2 separate regions of the Zea mays genome follow, and region 2 is linked to region 1. The links are chromatin contacts, called in public Hi-C maps. All regions are on one chromosome and are shown on one strand. Each heading gives the region's core, a stretch centred on a gene start, on an enhancer-like site or on the middle of the called end of the contact. The rest is flanking DNA. Distances are from core to core; before and after follow the strand shown. Region 1 holds the start of LOC100384238. Region 2 holds the start of LOC103643291 (14-3-3-like protein GF14-C).

Region 1 (3,386 bases), core at 429-2,928:
GCCTTTATTAAGACTTGAAGTAGGCTTGGTTGGCGGTGGAGGGGGTGGTGGTGTTTTGGGCGTACTTGTTGCTCCGGGCGCTTTGGACTTTGCTTCGTTCCGCATCGATTCCTTTGGATCTAAATTGACGTCTGTATTTGAAACCCTGGACGCTGGATTTGTTTCGGAGGGTGTGGCCTCTGAAGCACAGGAATTGGAATTACATCCTGACGGTAGATACCTGATCTTTGCATTGGCCTGCTCGACCTTTAGAGCTTCAGGATGTCCTGAGTTGTCAGTAGCCGTTGCAGTTTTCTCCTCGTTTTGGTTTTCTGGAAGATGGCAAATGGCACTAGGAGCTGTGAAAGTGGTCTTTGGGCAGAAAGGAGATCTACAGTCTGGTGACAGTGATCGGTACGATGAGCTAGAAGGTGAATCGGGCGGAGACGGATCTGTGATAGGTTTATCACAGATTTGCAGTGGCGACTCCGTAATGGAGGCACCTGATGAATGAGAAGAGGGCAACGAGCGGAAGGAGTCATCAGCAGCTTCATCAGACTGCAAGTTGGTGCTGGTTTTCAGAGCGTATTCGCCTATGATCAGCTCTGCACTTATTGATGGAGTGGGAAGAACAGGTAAGGTCTTAGACTCTGTAGATTCCTTGAGGGATGGGTAGTCCTGGGACTGTACAGCAGAGGCCGGGCAAAGCAGATCTGCACTAGGATGCGAGCTAACCTTGACGGTGACACAAGTTGGCCTGTGAGCTCTCGATCCATGAGAGAACAGCTTGAAGGGCTTTTTGTGGAGCTTCCTCGATCGCCTGAGTGACGCTGCTGCTGCTGCTGCCGCCATTGCAACTCCGAGGAGAAGCAGACACGCTCCGGCAACAGCCAGGGCGACGACGGCAGCTGTGGGGAGCCTGGCGTGACCTCCACCTCCCAGCCTGCGCGCCACGCTCCTCACTGGGGCAATGTGGCTGGGGTTTCTTAGTCTATGGCTCTCGTGGGGAGGAGGAGGAGGAGGAGCGGGAGTCGGAGTCGGAGCAGCTCTTCCTTCCTGAACCTGAACCGGTGCTGGAGCCGGTGCCGGTGCCGGTGCCGGTGCCGGTGCCGGTGCCGGTGCAGGTGCTGGAGCTGCAGGTGCAGAACCCTTTCGATGTCTCCGGTGTGGGTGTCGCGACCCATGACGGTCCAGTCCTGCCAGCAGCATCCTGAACCTGGAGACGAACCCAGGACCGGCATCACGGGTCACTGCCACGGCACTGACCTCGTGGGTCACGAGGCGGAGGAGAGCCCCCTCCAGGACCTCGAAGCTGAGCAGGAGGAGCACGAGGAGGAAGACGCGCTTCACCGCCAGGCCCATTTTTCGCTGCTGATCGATCATTCATGAGTCGGGCAGCTAGAGAGAAAGAGAGAGAGAGAGGGAGAAGCTCTCCTCCTTTGTCTGTCGCACGAGGACGAGGAGCTCCATTTGCTGCCCATCCACCTGTGCAGGCTTTAACACCACTCCAAGGAACCTCACCTGCCAAGAGTACGTACGTACAACCACCTCGCCAGGCTATGTACAGTGCGGCAAATGGTTCTCTTCTCTTGCTAGCTGCTATAACCGTGTGTCATTGTTCATCATCGGTTCCAAATCCGTTATCGGCTATTTTGTGTCCTGGTAATAACTGATATATATGATGGTAATCTTGTGAAGCAATTTGGTGATGTATGGATATCCAGTCTGTTGTTGTGTATGGTTGGCAGCCCTGGACTGGACTGGTCTGGAGTGCATGCCTTGGAAGGCTGGGCACCAAGCATGTGCAGTGCAGGTTCACAAGACTCCGGCCTGGCTGCTGCAGGCATTTGACTCGTATTTGTGAGACCATGTGTCATTATCGCCTGGGTTCTGTGTCTGGTTTCGTCCTCGTGGTTGGTTAGTTGAGACTGAGTGGACTCTTTGATCGCAGTGCGCTAGTATGACAAAAGGAATAGATCAAGAACCGCCCAACTTGCGGCAAAGGGCTCACCGTAAGGGCCGGAGCCCTACACTTTGGGACACACTTGAGGGTGTTGGAATGCATCAGGGATAATAGTTATAAATGTCTAGCTAACTATTACATAATTTGCTAATAGTAGTTAATAACTGAAATGTTAGCTAGATTGTTTGGATGTCTAGACTAATTTTAGCAGCTAACTATTAGTTCGTGCATTCAAATACTCACTTAGATATCGGGTCTCTTCTGTATAAATATAATTTTACTTAGACTGTTTTCAGCAATATCCTCTAAATTTTGTCACCTAAAGGATTATTCTTTGTCCTTTACATAGCACTCTAAAAGATCCCGCCATCTATATCTTCTCAGTCTTCAACAATGTCTCCCTAAATTTGGTAATCTATAACTACAGTGTTAACAGATTTTTTTCTCCATTTCTTTATTGTTTTTTTTGTTTTATTTTGATTTCAACGTAATTAAAATATGTCACCAACGAAATAGTGTTTATTATTTTAAAAAAAAGTTTTCTGAATCTATACGTCACAAAATAAACATATTGAATTCGGGGGGAGGGGGATCAGATTTTGGTAACTGTAAAATGCAATCCGATTTATCTGTTCGTATCTGTATTTGCTGACGGTTAAACGAAATCGGGTTTCTAGCATAGCGAACTATTCTTTGGTAGATAAACTAGCTTCCTTTTGCAGATAAACTAGCTTGCACCATAAGACACCACACTTCTTGCACAAGCCATGGACTGGCTTCTTCAGGACGCCGCCACTTTGGCTTCACCCCGAAGCCAATTCGTTGTATAAGTAAGCACCCATGCTTCAAGACTTCACTCCCCACTCCAGTACTAAATCACCACAACATGAACCCGTACTTACAATCCAATGTTCTCCTCAAGGATGGCGCAAGAAATGGAAGAGGAAAAAGAAGAGTTGGAGGTTGCGACATACCTGCACCTTACGAGGCGTCGTGCACACAACGAGCGTTGTCATGGTGGTTCGATTCCCGGTCGAGTTCGGATCCATCGTGACCATATCAGTGGTGATGCCAAGATTCGAGCCGACTACTTCTGTGCATAACCCGTGTACACGGATGCTCAATTCTGAAGGAGGTATCTCATATTTTTCTTACCCATATTCTTTCTTAAGTTTAGCTCACATGATCAAACCTAACATTCACTCTCGTTTACCTGTAGGTTTCGCATGCGTCGCCATGTTTTTTAGTGCCTCGTTGATGTTGTGCAACAAGTCGATCTTTACTTCGTTCAGCGCCCAAATTGTGCTGGGGAGCTTGGTCTCTCTGCTCTGCAGAAGGTTGTTGTCGTTGTTCGCATCCTTTCTTACGGTATTCTTGTTGATGCCGTCGACGAGTACGTACGCATTGGTGAATCCACCGCTCATGAGGCCTTGAAACACTTTTG
Region 2 (3,422 bases), core at 494-2,993, 180 kb after region 1:
CCTGCCATAGTTAAGAACGGGAAGGTTAAGAAATCTGGTTGGTTTCTTCAGATTATACAGATATGGTTGCACATCGTTATATTGCAGTGCACCCTTCCCAACCTGTGATAGTCACCCTTCATCTTGAGGTAGAAGACCTTTGATTCAGCAGCAGTAGAAGAAGGCACTAGGTGGGAGTCAAGCAGCTTCAGGATGCCATCACAGATATTGCTCAGTTCAGCCTCGATCTTCGCACGGTATTCCTTGATAAGGTTCACATGCTCTTCGTTCTTACGGGACTCCTCCTTCTGTTCAATAGAAGAGACAATGCGCCATGAAGCACGGCGAGCCCCAATCACATTCTTGTATGCGACCGACAAGAGGTTACGCTCCTCAACAGTGAGCTCTTCCACATCTACAGTCTTAGCCACCTTCTCCATATACTCAACCATCTCTTCATACCTTTCGGCCTGCTCAGCCAGCTTGGCCATGTAGACATTCTCCTCCCTCGCCATATCGATAAAAGAACAAACTTACTGCAACAAAAGGGAACTGATAAGGCATTGCCTACAAACAGTACAAAAAAATGTCAACTAAAATTATTATATGGGAAAGGTACATGGCTGGCCACTAAACTCTGACTTAATCCATTAAGCTGCTCCATATTTTTTTATAGGAACAAGCTTATTGATATAATTTCCGAGAAATATTTCATACAAACCCAATTGAAACTGTAATACAGCAACACCAAGAAGCACCATCTAATCCAACAGTAGCTTAGTACCAGAGTACCCACGTCCAGGTTCAAAAATTGCAATAACAGAACCCACACAAAGCAGATAATATGATCTGTTCATTCCCTTATGATTCCCAAATCCATCTAATTAAGCAATTTGCTCATTCCCTTATGATCCCCAAATCCATCAAATTAAGCAATCAGACAGAAATAACTGATTCAAACTACAGCCTAACGGATCACTGGAAAGGACCAGCCAGATCTTGACAAATTTATATAATGCCATCATCATTCAAAACACCAGATCAACAGGTAAAAAATGGACCAAAATCCGACGCACCGAACTACATAAATCCAGAAATCACATCCAGCACCTAGCAGCAACAGAGAGAACTACCTTTAATATACTAGCCGTGAAGGCACTTGTACATACAAATCAAATATCCACCTCATGCAGACACTACTTCACTCAACAAATTCCACATTCAACCATCCGTGTCCCCGCTCCAAGCCCGTAACAGATACGGTTCCTAACCCCAAAAGGGGAACGTAAACCCAAAAGCTCATCAACAGCCGGTCCTCGCACCAAATTATTCCCAAATCAGGCGGATCTAGGCGTCACGTTCGCTCGAAGCCTCGGATCTGGCGGATCTAGCTCGAACAAAGGCACCGAGCACAAAGCGGATCTCGCCACATCGCAGAACACCAACCGAAAATAAATAAATAAGGCGTCGCAGCACTCCGCATCTCCCGTAGAACAAACACGCAACTAGATCAGGAAGGACAGCAATCTTGAAAGCACGCAACATTAATTTCTCAGAAAAAAATAGAAACATCGGGAACCCTAACCTCCTGGCGCGGGGTTGCGTCTCGGGCGCGGGGGAACTGCGGATGCTAGCGGTGGGCCTGGGGCATGGCGAAGCAGCGTGGGGAGCTTTTATAGCGGGATGCGAGCGGCAGGCTACGGTCAGCGAGCCAATGTCACGGCGCCACGGCGACTCCAAGAGCCCACACCGACACCCCTCGCGCAGGCCGTGGTGGCCTGCGGGTGCGGCACACTAGTGGGACCCATTTGTCGTAGTAGAGAGATGATCCGATGGCAACTGGGAATTTCCGTTGGATTTTGGCTTCCCATACGGCCATACTTGTCCTCCTGACAAAAAAAATTCTACACAAGGATCCTCACGAACTTTTGTGAAAGATATTTCTTTCCCATCACTATTTCTCGCGGAGGATAAATCCCCATCTGAATCCCCGTCCTTATTTAAATTATAATTATGACATATTTTTTTTGTTATTAATACAAAACATTCATATATACACATTGTCAGATGTTAGAAATCATTATATGTACATCAAAATAAACATAGTTATACAACAAGTTATCTTTTAATATTGTAATTATTTATTTTTATCATTATATATTAAATGAAAACATCATCATATATAAGTTTAATGGGTCCCCGCGGGTATCTCCGCCATATTATTATTCAGTGTAGTTCATGTCCATATTATTATTCAGTGTAGTTCATATCCATACGAATAAAAGATATATGTCCAAATTTCAGCAAGATACATGTCCATACAAATAAAAGCTACATGTCTATACACCTTGTCACATAGCAATAGAAAATACATAAAAATCAAATAGTGTTTGCATTATAGTCTTCCCACATAGCATTGACTAGTTCCTGCTTGAAGTTAATCATAATGGCATGTTACATTGTTTATCTATGCGAAGATGTGTTGATGATTAATGGTAGGCAATTCCTCACTCCCAGGAATGATAAATTCATCTCCTCCATCCTGTATCACCCAGTTGTGAATAATACAATATCCAACCACAATTTTAGAGAATTGTGTAGCATCATCAAGAATTTTAAATCTTCTCTTCAATGAACCAAAATGGATGCTCTACTGAAACTCTTAGAGATGAGTGCCTATGATTGAATAATTCCTTCTCGTTTTAAATAGGATTGTTGCCCCCACTCGTTATAAAACTGGCATGTGGTTCACTGATGGACGCATCTCCAGGTTCGAGCGTAAAAATCTTAAGTTTTGAGCATAAAACCACTCAGTTATAAGCGTAAATACCGAGCCAATGTGAGAGGTTGATATCTCTGGTGGGTTATATTCACGATCCTATTTTTATGGTAGTTTCGAAAAGTTTGGGAGTCGCATCCATGCGGTTTCTATTTTTATGTGGATCCAAAAATTATGGCAGGTCGTTGGAGATTCCATTGCATGCGCGAAAATTTTGGATGATATTTTCGTTTCAACTGCACGCATGCAAAAAAAAATAGGATGACATGGTTCATGCAGAGCATAAATTCATATACAAAGTCACATAAATACATACACCGTGTAGCATAATTGATAAAAAACTAATATCAGTTCAACTAACAACACCACGGGAATTAGGGACAATTTTATGGCAACATAAAATCGTATTCATCGTCGTAAAAAACACTGGAATGCATAAATAGTGTAAGCAGCAGGCATAAAACATAATCATCGATGGCATAAACATGGATCGGATAGTTCGTCGCCGGAGGACGATCCTGAGGCCGATAGATCAAAGGTCGTCGCCAAAGCCACCGGATTGGAAGAGTTGGTCGTCGAAGGACGCCAGAGCCACCCACGCCTTGCGTGGTCGCCATCGCCAGAGACGATCGCGCCTCGTGCGACCGCGGGAGCGACCCACGTC

The links. A called contact is a pair of places that touch in the nucleus more often than the background predicts.
Region 2: a Hi-C map of leaf shows a contact between it and region 1, with 4 times the contacts expected there. The contact joins the promoter of LOC103643291 here to the promoter of LOC100384238 in region 1.

The regions. Positions count from the first base shown.
Region 1 is chr1:219,609,882-219,613,267 of Zm-B73-REFERENCE-NAM-5.0, forward strand. LOC100384238 reads right to left here and starts at 1,679. Exons shown (of 4, transcript XM_008647831.4): 1 at 1-1,679. The coding sequence starts at 1,362.
Region 2 is chr1:219,786,174-219,789,595 of Zm-B73-REFERENCE-NAM-5.0, forward strand. LOC103643291 (14-3-3-like protein GF14-C) reads right to left here and starts at 1,744. Exons shown (of 6, transcript NM_001112207.2): 1 at 1,565-1,744; 2 at 103-515; 3 at 1. The coding sequence starts at 494.